Linked DNA regions of Mus musculus: regions 2 and 3 are each linked to region 1. A link is a contact called in public Hi-C and HiChIP or PLAC-seq data. All regions are on one chromosome and are shown on one strand. The core of a region is the stretch at or near the end of the contact, and the rest is flanking DNA. Distances in the headings are between cores, read along the strand shown.

Evidence for each region. Hi-C and Micro-C count contacts between places; a contact is called where the count stands out from the background. HiChIP or PLAC-seq counts read pairs in DNA pulled down with a chosen protein or histone mark.
Region 2: a BATF HiChIP or PLAC-seq map of CD8 T cells shows a contact between it and region 1, with 9 read pairs. The contact joins two enhancer-like sites. A contact is called at or near these places in 2 of 484 Hi-C or Micro-C datasets (Th1 cells and nephron progenitors) and 2 of 115 datasets of contacts at active chromatin or transcription factors (CD8 T cells and Th17 cells).
Region 3: a contact with region 1 is called in a Hi-C map of the N1E-115 cell line, with 2.8 times the contacts expected there. The contact joins two enhancer-like sites. A contact is called at or near these places in 5 of 484 Hi-C or Micro-C datasets (the N1E-115 cell line, Th1 cells, Th2 cells and 2 more) and 5 of 115 datasets of contacts at active chromatin or transcription factors (CD8 T cells, the HPC-7 cell line, effector CD8 T cells and 2 more).

Annotation. Positions count from the first base shown.
Region 1 is chr13:44,318,534-44,323,161 of GRCm38.p6, reverse strand. No RefSeq gene overlaps it. Among named protein-coding and RNA genes, the nearest start is that of Gm29676, 61 kb to the right of the region's middle. Within about 2 kb of position 1,926, at least 27 of the 459 cell types and tissues checked have an H3K27ac peak or open chromatin away from gene starts, as enhancers often do. A contact at or near this core is called in CD8 T cells, the N1E-115 cell line, Th1 cells and 1 more, where this site is marked.
Region 2 is chr13:44,533,734-44,538,361 of GRCm38.p6, reverse strand. Gm34276 (a long non-coding RNA gene) reads left to right here. Exons shown (of 5, transcript XR_873341.2): 4 at 995-1,108; 5 at 4,243-4,397. Among named protein-coding and RNA genes, the nearest start is that of Gm47792, 27 kb to the right of the region's middle. Within about 2 kb of position 2,696, at least 90 of the 459 cell types and tissues checked have an H3K27ac peak or open chromatin away from gene starts, as enhancers often do. A contact at or near this core is called in CD8 T cells, Th1 cells and Th17 cells, where this site is marked.
Region 3 is chr13:44,499,764-44,504,391 of GRCm38.p6, reverse strand. No RefSeq gene overlaps it. Among named protein-coding and RNA genes, the nearest start is that of Gm40930, 2.6 kb to the left of the region's middle. Within about 2 kb of position 2,636, at least 27 of the 459 cell types and tissues checked have an H3K27ac peak or open chromatin away from gene starts, as enhancers often do. A contact at or near this core is called in the N1E-115 cell line, where this site is marked.

The sequences.
Region 1 (4,628 bases), core at 677-3,176:
GTCTTTCTTTTACTTTCTGCAAAATTATTTATTCAAGAAACATTTTCCATTTCATTTTTTTATAACAAGATCCTAGAATAGCACAAGGAAGAAGCGAAAGTATGTTTCCACCTCTTTCAGGTTTTTAAAAAATGTTTTTACTATGATGTTTTACTGCATGGATGTCTGTGTATCACATGCATGCTTGGTGCTCCCAGAGGTCAGAAGAAGGCATTGTATCCCCTGATACTGGAGCTAAAGATGGTGTGAGCCATCTTGTGGGTGCTGGGAATCAAACCCAAGTTCTCTGGAGGAGCAGCCAGTGCCCTTAACTACTGAGCCATCTCTCCAGTGCTGTTCCCGTTCTTGGTCATTGCCTTGGAATCTAAAACATTGGTGACAATGGAATTCTAGTTATCGAGTCTAAAATCACTTGAGTTCAAGTCCCAGCAAAAGATGAAGGTCTGGAGCTGTGTCCAGGTCACAGCCACCAGTGCTAAGACCTCAGAGAGGGGAAAATGGACAATCTCTGGCATCTTCAACTTGTGGCATCTTTGTGTCTAATGTGGAGGAGAGGGAAAGAAGAAAAGTAAAAGTCTGCATGTTTTTGAAATATTGGAACTGTGCTCAAGAGGGGACTATTATGAAGAGTTATCAGTTTAGAAGCTGTGGAGCAGAGGACCATGGGGTTCAAAGCTTGTTTGTGACTGGGAACCACAGTATGGGTACTTGCTTTTGCAAAGTACAGTAGGCTGGAGGAGCAACGCTTCTTCTCCCCGACTTCCAAAGGCTTGACCTCTTGAAGCAAAGGGAGAGAATCCTTTGCCTTTCCCCAGACTTTGGTGTTTTCAGATTGTGATGGCCAGTTCTTTATTGACAACTTGATTAGATTTAAGAGTGTCCACAGCATAAGAGAGGCACACCCTTGTTGTTGTCTATGAGGTTATTTCCAAAGATTATTAACTGATCAGGGAAGACCTACCCTGAAGGGCTGGTGCATGCATGTGTGTGTGTGTGTGTGTGTGTGTGTGTGTGTGTGTGCATGCACATGCGTGTGTAAGTATATGTGTATGCCAGACTGAATATAAGATGAAGAAGGAGGAAGCAATTTGAGGACCAGCATTTACGTTTCTCTGCCCCCTGACTGGAGAGGCCATGCCGATCAGTTGTCTCCCACGTTCCCCCTTCCATCCATGGCTCCAGCATTATGAACCAGCTGTATCTTCTAAAACCATAAGTCAAAATAAATCCTTTCTCCCATAGGCTCCTTTTGTTAGCTAAAGTAATGGATGCACTGGCATTCCTTGGGTTGTAGATGCATCTTTCCAATGTCTATCTCCATGGTTCTCTTCCTGGTGTCCTTCTCTCTCTCTCTCTCTGCTTTTTTCCAGTCATATCGGATGTTGGCTCTTCCCTGATCAAATAGAGCCTTATCTTAACCGATTACATGTGCAATGGCTTCCTTTCTAATTGAGTCACATTTGTAGGAACTGGGGCTTAAGACTTCAATGCAGCTTTTGTTTGGGGGTGGGGGGTGGGGGTGCAATTCAGTCCATGACCCATGATGTCACCCGGACCCTCATCCCCCACATGGAGGTCTGTAATCAAGGGCTTCTGGATTCACTCACGTCCCAATCACAGCCAACACATGGCCCATGAGTAAACAGGGCTCCACGGGAGAACCCTGGTGACTCACAGTGCCACTATCAGTCAGCATGAAGGGTAATTAGCAAGGGATTGTCATCTAGAATAAAGCCACCCGGTTCCTCTGTAAAAATGTGTCAGAGGGTATTTAGAACCATCATGGTCAGCCCACTGCTACACACTGCAAATTACACACGTCTTTTTGGTGTGTGTGTATGCGTCTTATTCATAGTTCTTCCTGTGCTCCATTTGCGAGGGCGGTTGCTCACCCACTCTCATTTCAGCACCGGCCTTGCGTGCTTCAAAAGCTCCCGATGTCCCGAACACCCATACATCTTCCTGTCACCCTGGTTAGTCATCTGCTATCACTTTTCTTTCGTTTTGCTCACGTAAGAAGTCATGTTTTTGCTCAGGAGAAAGTGCCATGAGAAAACGTTCGTTCTGATCATTTGGCGACTCATTCCACTCCTTTCTGATGTTTGTAGATGTGAGAGGGAAATCCCTTTTGAGAAGAACCTTAATGAAGGTCCCAGGGGAGGTGGGGTGAAGGAGTGCAGTCAGAAAGTGCTCACACCATCCTGCCGCATTTAGCCATCAACCAGGGAGTACGTATGGCTCCAGCTGCAAATGTAGCAGACGATGGCCTTGTCAGGCATCAAGGGGAGGAGAGGTCCCTGGTCCTATGAAGGCTGGATAGATGCCCCAGTATAGGGGAATGGAGGGCAGGGAGGTGGGAGTGGGTGGGTGAGTGGAGAAACACCCCCATAGAAGCAGAGGGAGGGAGGATGGGAGAGGGGGTTTACAGGAAGGGAGGGGAAACTGGGAAAGGGGATAACATTTGAAATGTAAATTAAAAAAATCCAATAATTTCTTTTCTAGAGAAGGATATCATGGTTCTAATGCCCCCTGGGATCACAGAAGCTGGTCTCCTTCTAAGAGAATGCTTTTTAGTGACATCACTGTCCTCCCCGCTTCTGCTGGCGTTGTTCTGCATAAACCACAACAAGTCAGACATCAGATGAGCATTCGGCTCTATTCCTTTATGAATCCAGGCCTCAGACTGAGTCTGTTATAGCTGAAATGAAGCTGAGTTTATTCAGTTGAGTACCAAGTCCCTCCAAGGAGTGGGAGGGGTAAGTTACATCCCTTTAAAAACTCTTTGTTGGAGTGCTAACTTCTGGCACCTCAGAAGGCGACACTGCTTAAAATGAGGGCATATGGGTGATCCATCCCTAAGTCAGTCTAGTATCCATATAGAAAGAGATTAGGGCATAGACCTGTGTCAAAAGAAGATAACTTGATGATTTGGGGGAAAGATTGTCATATACAAACCAAGGAGAGATTCCAGGGATGCCTTGTCAATTCCTTGATCTTGGACTGGATTCCAAAGCTATGAGGAATATATTTTTTTTAAACATTAAGCCTCGTAGCTTGTGATATTCACTACTGCAATGCTAACTGTTGCATGCAGAGCGAGGAGGGTTGAAAGTAGCCTTTTGAAAGATGCCATACTTCCTGTTTTTAGCTTCTTTTCTCATTGTTGTAAGGAAAAAAAAAACACCTAAAGAACAGCATAAAGGTGGAAAAGATGTGTTATGACTGTTGGTTTCAGAAGTTTTGGTCCCATGTGATTGGGCAGAATATCCTGGTGTCCAGAGCAAGTGGCAAAGGACAGCAGCTTCAATCCGATAAGGCAGGAAGCAGAGAAGGCAACACTATGTTTGACCGTAAAGATGAACCATCATACTTACCCATGCCCCCTCCAAGTCACATCCTCCCCAGTGAGCAAGCACACCAGACCATCCTACCTACCCACCCTTCCTCACCCGCAGTGAGTATGAGTACCAGGCAATCATACCTACCCATGCCCCGCCCAACTCCACCCCCAGTGAGCATGCGCAGTAGGCCATCAACGTTTTAAAAACTCTTGGTCCAGTCCTAGCTTTTACGATACCATGCTGTGTTTTAGGGAGAAAAGATGAAAGACGCTAACCTACTACTTCCTTTCATGAATGCAGTTTAGTCGGAATGCCAACAGTGGTGTCAACTCTATTACCATTTTCTGCAACACCAGAGGAGAGTTTTCTAGTTTTTTTTTTTTTTTTTTTTTTTTTTTTTAGCTACAAAGACGGAAAAATGTGATCAACGCAATCCAACCCAAGTGTAATTTCAGCCCCTTTCCTCCTGTCATGATAAGCCAGAAGTATGGGTTGCCAGAAATGGAAAACAGCTTTCTCCTCAGCCAGATGATGGTCGTGTTCAAAGTGCCATCCGTTTGCCATGTGTTAAAAGTTAAGCATTGAAAACAGACCGGCTTACTTCGCTGAAGCCGTGGGCTCTTGGAAGCCAAGGAGACACTTGGAGGCATTGGGGAAGAACTATGGAGATGGCGTTGCTGGCAGGGTAAACAACGTCTTCTCACAAGGTTTTGAGGAGGGACCCTTGGTTTGCCCCGAGAGTAGACATGGCTATTCACCGACTGGAAAAAAGAAGAGTCAAAAGCTAACCTCCCAAAGAGGCTTCTTTTGTGTTCTAGAATTAATTCCAGTGCCCTATGGCTCTTGGCCTTTGCTGGCATCTGACACGAAGTTTCCTAGCATTTCAGTTCCCCTTTCTAACTCTATCGAGTGAGATCTCCAAGGGTTTTGTTGTTGTTGGTTATGACTGTGTACATGCTGCACATACATGCCTGGTAAAAGCCAGTGGACAGCCTGTTGTTCTATTTGTACCATCCTTATTTATTATCATCATCATCATTATTATTGAGTCAGTTTCTCACTGGCCTGAAACTTGCCAAGCAAGACAGATTGGCCATCAAGTCCCCGGGGGTCTGCCTGTCTCCCCTTCGCCAGGGCTGGAATTACAAGTGTGTCACCACACCTGGCTTTTTAAAACTTGTGAATGCTGGGGTTTCAACTTAGGTCCTTGTGCTTGCCAGCTGAACACTCCCCGGGCCACGCACGGCCTTTCCTCGGACCTCTGTGAATTCTTGATGGAAGATGGAA
Region 2 (4,628 bases), core at 1,447-3,946, 210 kb before region 1:
TCAGGAGCCGAAAAGGAAGTTGAGTCAAATAGTATTACTTTGAAATATCGATGGCCTTGAATTTCTATTCCTCCTGCTTCTTCCTCTTGGGTGAACATCTATGCACTGCCATGCCTGCTTCATACAGTGCTGGGTCTTGTGCCCACCAGAGAAACACTCTCCAGCTGGGCTACGTCCCAGCCTCCAATCTTCTCTTCTAACAAGGGCGCTCAGATTACTTGATTTTTACTCTAAGTGCCTTCTTAAAGACCCGATTGCCAAATGCAGTCACTTTCCGAGGTTCTAGGACTTATGGCTTCAAAATTCAAATGGGGACAGGGCAGGGAATCCATATAATTCAGCTCCTATCATGACTGAATAATGAATGTAATTACCCACTTTTGTAGAACCTCTATACATTAAATATAGAGCCCTCTCCGCCTTTGCACAGAGTTTTCCATGTATGACATTAGCATCCCCTTGCATCTTGCAGCTTCAGCACCAAGGTTGCACCTGCATGCCCTGCTCAGACATGCACATTCTGGCTTCCCACTCCAGATCTACTAGATTAGCTAGCTATCCTAGACTCTAGGTGAGCCTCAGGCCTGCCTCATTGGAGAACCTGGCGTTGGCAGTTTGGGTACAGGACAGCTGAGGCACAGAGCTGGTTTCAGTTGTGAATTCTGGTCATGCTGTTCCAGAGTCCTTTTCTAAAGGATGGCTCTCTTGAGGCATTAGGTTATGATTGATGGCTGGGGGCTGTCATACAGCAGCAATTAAATCAGTGCTCATCTGTCTTGTATCATTCGACATTCAAATATCACCTACTCATTGGAGGGTTTAGAAGGAGGAAAGGTTCAATGGGAAGATTTCTCATTTGAGGAATGAGACACCTTGCTAATCTGGGCTCCAGTTTTATTATCTTGAAAAAGAAATGGGAAATCTGCATTTCTTTCCTAGCTGGGACAGTCTAGGCGTCTGTACAAACGGCTGAAAGCAACTGTTATCTCTGCAGTGGTAAGAATGGTGACATTGTGCAACTCATTGAACAGTCAGACCCAACATCCAGAATGAGGCAGTTCCCAGTGGTCTCCAGCTTGGTTCCCTTCAAGCTGGACGTCTCTCAGAGGTGAGTGCAAGATCTGGACATGGTTGTCTTAATCCATTGTTGAGTTACTATAACAAAATAACCTGCTGCCCCTGGTCATATATTAAGAAAAAGTTTTCATTACGTGATGGCTTTGGAGGCTCAAGGGCGTGGTGCTGACACCTAATGCTATGAGGATCCTGTGGTAGATGTCCTCCCAGTGGTAAGACTTCGTGGTAAGGGTAAGTAGCAGATTAGAAAATGTTCCAAGCTCTCTTATAAAGCCCATTCACTATCACAACAACCAATACATTCCCCTGTGTCCTAACCCACTCCCTCAAAATGGCATGGATTCATTAATGAACAAAAATGACTTAATTATTTCTTGATAGGCCCTAGTCTTAAAGGTCCTGATGCTGCTATGGAAGCAAGGTTTTTACATGAGACCTTGGGGGACAAACTGTATCCCTAACACAGGACCCATCACTGATGTATCGCTAAGATATGTCTTAGAGCATACACTGGGTGCTTGATAAACGTGGGAGGACATAGCTGAGAATCAGCATGTGCCCGCACCCCCCTCTAACTTCCCCAGAGGCAGGGTGTAGCTTCCCCTTTGAACAACCTCAGCAGAATCGTGGGCCCCAGTGTGGTCTCCTCATCAGGAATTCTGGTTCCTATGCGTCTCTCTTGTTCCGCATCTTTTTTAAAAAAATGTACTTTATTTATGTCTATGTCCATCTGCCTGCTTGTCTGCATGTGTACGGCATGTATGTAGTTTCTTGCGGAGGCCAGAAGCAGGTTATAGAATCTGTTGGTGCTAGAGTTAGAAGTGGTTGTGAGGCCCCTGATGTGGGTGCTGGGAACCGAACCTGGGTCCTTTGTAAGAGCAGCAAGGGGTGCTCTTAACTACTGCACCATCCCTCCAGCCTGCCCCTACTCTACCTTAGCTTTTTAAAAACCTCTTCCTCAGAATTAGGCAGGGAGGGTTTTACTGGCCCATTATACTGCATCCTGGAAACTTAGGAGAGTTAGACATTGGCCCAGAATTACAAGAAATGGCTAGTGAGCCGGGCATGGTGGCGCACGCCTTTAATCCCAGCGCTCAGGAGGCAGAGGCAGGCGGATTTCTGAGTTCGAGGCCAGCCTGGTCTACAAAGTGAGTTCCAGGACAAGCAGGGATATACAGTGAAACCTTGTCTCGAAAAAACAAAACAAAACAAAAAAAAACAAAAAAAACAAAAAAAAAAAAAAAAAAGAAAAGCAAGAAAACACACTTGGCTGGTGCTCAGGCCCATACCTCTGACTGCATCTTTTCTTTACTCGTGGACTGAGAAGGAGGAAACTCCACCCTACAACAGACCTTCTGAAAAATGAGGACGCCTCCGTGTTCCTGCCCTGAGTGACCACAGGGCTTTGAGCAGCTTCTCTTCTCCCATCCGGTGAAATTGATTTTTAAACACACTGAATTGATTAAAGCGTTGGACCAGGATGGAGCCGGCAAGCAGGCCGAATAAGAGCTGTTTGGCTCTTATATTCACTTCCTTCTTGTCGACGCATCCTGTGCCTGGGGAAATGAAGACGGCTGGGTACTCTCATCCAGGCTAACTGTGGCTTGGCCTCTGTGGAAGGAAACCCACAGTCGATGAAGGGGCACCGAGATGCAGCTGCACGCCTGTTCACAGGGCAGCCACGAATCAGCAAGCTGGGTCACGTCCTGCGCATGCGCCGGTGCCAAGAACGCTCGACAGATCGTAAAGACTGTAACATTTGCTGACGCCTCCTTAGAGGCATGGATGGGTCTATTAGTAATGACATTGGTATGTGGAGTTTGATTGAATATGGACATTAATTTGATTTCCTTAGGCTTCAGGACCAAAACTTCAGGTGGTAATTTTCTGTAGACAATGTATCTGTCTACTTATGTCTGTATGAAGGTTGTACTTACACTGTTTTAGGAAGATGTTGTTTAGTTAACACCCACTCCTAATAACTTCAAAAATAAAATAGCCACCCTTGGGCATTTTGATATGGTGTTTTTCCACTGGCGCCCAAAAGGTTTCTGCCTCAGTCAAACTAAAGTTCATTTTGTTAAACAGTGGCACACTCCCTTTCCTTTTTCTGGAACAGGGATATTCTTCAACTGCAAAGTTGCCCTTGAGGCTCTGACTGCAGTTCTCCTCCAGGGGTGACAATCCAACCATAGGATAGATGGTTTTACTTATTTGTAAGTTTGTGGCAAAGTCAGGGGACACTTGGCATTTTTGTGAGGTTTAGACCAGAGCTGCTCCACAACACGTTTCTGTCTTGTACAACAACAAGTGTCAGCCTCTGATGAAACACTGCAGCAAGCCCCTGGCTCCTAGGCTGTGGGATTCCCTGGAGCCTCTTCATTTCCCTGGAGTAGCTGGGCCTCTGGTTCAGAAGTGGCTTTCAGCTCTGTGGACATGCTGAGCAGATGGGAGGCCGAGACATGGTTTCTCAATATTTTCTGCTTTTTGCCGGGTAAGATTGGGAACGTAGGTCTCAGCTTTGAGTCATGCTTCCGTGTCTCAGGGGACTTCTCTTAGAGTTGGGATCTGGAATGCTCCCTAGTGGTCCATATGGTAAAAGCTTGGCCCCCCAGCTTGGTGAACTAGCTCTTGAGAGTTGGTAGGACCTTTAAAGTGTGGAGCCTAGCCGGAGATCTCCAGCTGTACTGTCCTGTGCCCTTAAAGAGGATCGCAGGATCCTGGGCCCTCCCTTTTCCTCTCTTCCATTTCCCAGAAACAGAGTGAGTAGTGTTGCTTCATAAACTCATACTACGATGTGCTAGCCCAGATCAGAAGCCATGGGGCCCGGGGCTGAAGAGATAGCTTTGTGGTTGAGAGTGCCGACGGCTTTTCCAGGACCTGGGTTCAATTCCCAGCACCCACATAGCAGCTTATGATTGTGTTTGTAGCTCCAAGATCTGACACTCTTGCACAGACATACATGCAGACAAAACACAAATGCACAAAAAATAAATAAGTTATTAAATAAATAAAAGAAACCACAGGGTCAAGTGATTATAGATTAAAACTTCTAAATGTGAATGTCAAAATAAGCCTTTCTTCATCATATCTTGGTTAACCAGGCATTTCTTCTTGTACTGAAGAGCTAACTAATCCAGTCTTTCTGTTTATTTGTTCTCATAGGTGGAAGATGCGCCTACTCTCACTTGGATTTGATATGCCAAGGCTGGTTGATATTTATGGGAGGCCTCATCCTTTCTAAGGAGAAAGGGGGAGGGAGGGGGTAAAGGGGGAGGGGAGAAGGAGAAACTGAGAAAAGCAGAGGTAGAAGAAGCTGTGAGCAGGATGTAAAGCAAATAAATAATAAAAAATACTACATATTTGTCTGTCTATCTGTCTGTCTGTCTATCTATCTATCTATCTATCTATCTATCTATCTATCTATCTATCTATCTAGTTTGTGTGTGTGCATGCACAAGTGGGCATACACATATCATGGTATTCATGTAGAAGAGAAAACGTGTGTGTGTGTGTGTGTGTGTGTGTGTGTGTGTGTGTGTGTGTGTGTG
Region 3 (4,628 bases), core at 1,387-3,886, 180 kb before region 1:
GCAGGTGAGGAAGGACAAACATTCACATATAGAAAGCTGGTAATGGGTTTCTGAGAGGAGAGAATATCAGGTATTCTGCCAGCTTTTCATTGCCAGATCAGCAATTAACAATTGAATATACAGAGGCACGCCTTAATAGGATAAGAATGAATGTCATCTCTACACATGGCCTCTTGAGAGTCTATATAAATTTTAGGACGGATTTTATGTTTCTGAAAAACAAAAGCCACTGGGGGGGGGGGGCAGGAGGGGGGGGGTTGATGGAGACAGCGTCCAACCCATAGACCATTTTAGATAGTGTTCCTAGCTTAACAGAACTGTCATACGATTCATGAAAATGAATGTCTATTTCTGCATTCTTTAGTTTCTTTTTAGTAATGTTTGCTTGTTTTCATTTTATACACCATTTTCCTTTTTGGTTAAGATCTTTTCTAAGTAGTTTACTCTTCTTGATGCAATTGTAAATGGATTTGTTTCTGTAATCAGCCCTGACATCTTGGCCTTCCATGATGGCCAAGTCTCCCTTTTCCAGAGCCTGGATGACACTAATTAGGACAAGAATCCAGGCCACCCAGAGGGTCACGTTTGTCTTAAGTCGGGACTGCTACTCTGAATCTGCCGAAGGGAGGAGTCAGGGCTAGTTTAGAGCACATCTGGGGTTGCTCAAGGACTTTGAGCTTTATAGACTCATTATTTAGTATGTTTTACGGGAGCCTAAGGACAAACAGCTTCCTCCCAAGTACTACAGTCAAATCAATGAGAAATGTCACAGCTGTTGGGAGGTCAGTAGGGTGGGTTGGTTTTTGTCTGTTTTTAAACTTTATGTATTATTATTATTATTATTAATTACTTAGTACTCACAAGTTCAAGAGTTCAAGGGCAACTCTCCATCACTGTAGACCCGTGGTTACCTGAGGCCGCTTGGATGGGGAATGGCCAGCGGTGGGGCCGTGCGAGTGTGATGTCTGCAGGCCATCCTCGTAGGCCATGACTGTGGACGTATGTCAGAAGCCATCCCTGTGACCACGATAGTAGGGATCAGACCCGGTTGATAATCTCGTCTACTGGGGAAGGCATGGAAGGCACGGGAAGCACAGAAGGCTAGGCCCTCACCTTTCTCCAGCACTATGGTTGGTGAGGGGAGGCTGGCAAACCTCAGGACCCGAGTTTCCGTTTTGTGTCCGGCAGCTCTGTAGAGCTGTCTGAGAAGAGAATTGGATACAAAGTCTACAAACACTGCCCTGGAAAAGGCACATTTGTATCTCTTTCTCCAGAAGCTCCCAGAGAGCCAAGCTTGGTGGCTTGCCAAACGGACTTTACTCCTTCTGTGTGATGTAGAGAATACATTGTAGGCTAGCATCCTTCTGTCCTTGTGATCCCGGTGGGGAGGAGAGGGGGCTAGAGGAGAAAGATTGGCCAAGCGCCCATTAGACAATGGGCTAGGAACACAAATAGACTTAGGTAGAGCAGAGGATGAAAAGAAAAACAAACAAACAAACAAACATAAAAACCCCAAAGGTAAACGCTTCTTCCTACTTCCTGTTTCTTCCTGTGTACCGAGTCTGTGTGGGAAGAGAAGCCGGGAGCTGATTACTGTTTGGGGGCCTCTGATTACAAACCCACACGTGGAAAGATTAGGATCAAGGGACTCTGAAGCTACTAAACCTTTCCTCCTGCCTTGCCACCTGCTCCTCTTCCCCTAGCTGGTGGGGTCCAGGGAGTTCTCTTCTTTAATCTTTGTTGACTGCTAATCCCTGTTTCATTAGGGTGGAGGGCTCCCTCTGCAAATTATGGGTTGGGGACAAAATTCCTTAGCATCCTGTCTCTGAGTAGGGACGGTCGGTCCTAAAATGTCACCTACCCAACGATCAGATCTTTCTATATTCCCTCCCACACCTAATTTTTTCTGCCACACAACAGCTGTCACATTTCACGGCCACCCTTGAACTGCTGGGTCTTTGGCTCTGTGTGTGTGTGTGTGTGTGTGAGAAAGAGAGAGAGAGAGAGAGAGAGAGAGAGAGAGAGAGAGAGAGAGAGAGAGAGAGAGAGAGAGAGAGATTGAGTGACATGAGCATCTAGCTCACTTCCAACTAATCCCAGAAACCTCCCCTTCGGAGTATTTTTAGCACTCTGACATCATCTTGCTGACTTCATCCCGATGTGCAGCCAGGCCCCCTAAGGGCATGGCAGGCACTAATACAAGGTTACCATTACCACCCTCCAGGGGTATTCAAAGTGACTGTCTTAAGGGTTTCTGGCCAAGAGTCAACAGACCTCCTCAATTGATACCCAGAGGCAGACAATACAGAGGCCACAGTACCACCCAAACTCTGACAGGAGAGCCCAACTGCTAAGCTCTGATAATAGGCTGAACAGAGGATGTGGCAGCTCCCACTTCCTGACTGGAGCCTCCAGCATTGTTGTGCCAGGCAACAGCTGCTTGGTATCAAGGCAAGGCCAGACTCCAGCTGGGGAGGGGAGTGTGCCTTGGCTTGCCATTTAGATGTATAGGGGCAACTTCTCCTGCTGGAGCAGGCTCATCCAACACTCACAGGCTGTCTCAAGGCGAGCGCAGGTGTTAAGAACGATAGAGCTCAGGAGTGTGAGATGGCCCAGTGGGTAGAAGGCTCTACACACACAGTGGAAGGAGAGAACTGTGCCCTTTGACCTTCACATATGCACCTTGGCATGCCTCCCAAGCCTAAAGATAAATAAAATGAAATTAAAATGTTAGCGTGGGAAGGAAGCAGAGCCTGATTTTAATTTTGCAGGTGAGGCATGGATGTTATTGTGGATAGACTTATTTGGCACGTCTTACCATCTGTCACACACTGCATGTGCTTTCTGGTTCTTTTTGCCAGAACCATGTATGTGTATATATACACACATACATGAATGTAATATTCATGTATATATACACACATACATGAATGTAATAATTCATTGTGGTGCTAGGAATTGCACCTAGTGCCTCTTTTTTCTTTTTTAAAAAAGATTTAATTATTTAAGTACACTGTACCTGCCACACAAGAAGAGGGCATCAGATCCCATTACAGATGGTTGTGAGCCACCACGTGGTTGCTGGGATTTGAACTCAGGACCTCTGGAAGAGCAGTCAGTGCTCTTAACCACTGAGTCATCTCTCTAGCCCTGCACTTAATGCCTTATGCATGACAAGCACGCATTTTACAGCAAACCTGTTTCTCTGATTTCTATACTGGACACTTACGATATCAGTTTCTCTCGTTATTGGTTCTTAATTTTAATGATGCTCTTGTATCTGTCTGCCAAATTTCTCGTTTGTGAAGCTGGGGTTTTCTTTTTTCTTTTTCTTTTCTTTCTTTCTTTCTTTCTTTTTTTTTTTTTTTTTTTTTTTTTTTTTTTTTTTTTTTTTTTTTTTTTTTTTTTTTTGAGGCAGGTTTCTCTGTATAGCCCTGGCTGTCCTGGAACTCACTTTGTAGACCAGGCTGGCCTCAAACTCTAAAATCCGCCTGCCTCTGCCTCCCGAGTGCTGGGATTAAAGGCATGCACCACCACCACGCCTGGCTTGGGGTTTTCAACGGTGCTTTGCTTGCTCAGAATTCGTGTGGCCCTGGGCTCCATCCTCGGCCACCAAAATGAACATGTTTGTATAATGAGTGGTTATCGTGTAAAGTCATACGGCAAGCTCTGCAGTTTCCTACAAACTTCTATCCGTCTGTTTTTGCGTCTTTAGGTGGCTCTCGAGTTATTACCACAGTGAAAATCATGTGCTTGTTTTCTGACTTTATTATTCACATGTATGGTCATCTTCTTGTCAGCATGAACCTTCTTGTCTCATTTGTTTATTTCTGTCAGTAGAGAGTTAGGGGTTACCTTTCCTTCAATGGTTTATAATCGGTAACTCCCTTTATTTATTTGGTTGTTCAAATTATCCATACTCCATAGATATGACTCCCATCCAGGTGGTTCCTGCTGAGTTTTCATAAGTCTATAGGCCTTGTGATCATTTGCATCCAGAAGGATCTGTACTTTTGAAGACAATGGCTGGCTGTTTGGACAAATAGTCATGAGTGTGTAACCGCCATGACCATAGCCAAGATGGGGAATGAGTCTATCGGCTGAGAGACTGTCCCTGAGTCTCAGGAAGACCAGTCTCCTCCGTGGAAATCCTGGTTCTGGTTGTCAGTGCTTCCACTCTTGTCTCCAGCTTTACCCTTTCAGAGTGGTTTTGATGACATTTTAGCTCAGTGCTAGAGCCCTTGGCATAGCGTGCTGAAAGAAAGGCGCAGATTCGATCGCTCCTCAGCACTGAGAAAAAAATGGGAAGAGAAGGGAGGTGGGAGTGGGGTTAGGGTTAGGGTTAGGGTTGGGGTTGGGGGTGAGGATATGATTGGGTGCCAAGATCCAACATACTTCACTTAAACATCGGAACTGCACGATACACAGTTGCTGTAGCATGATATGGATATGTGTTCTCTGGACCCTGCTGTCTGGGGATGCTCTGTCACAGGACACAGGTCGGCAGAGGAAAGTGTTCTTCCCAGTCCCTATTCCTGGGCATTTGGTGGTGGTTCCTAGCGGCTTCTGGACCCCACCTGCCCTTCAGAATCTCCAGGGTGGGCTGGCTTATACTCTTCTAATTAGAA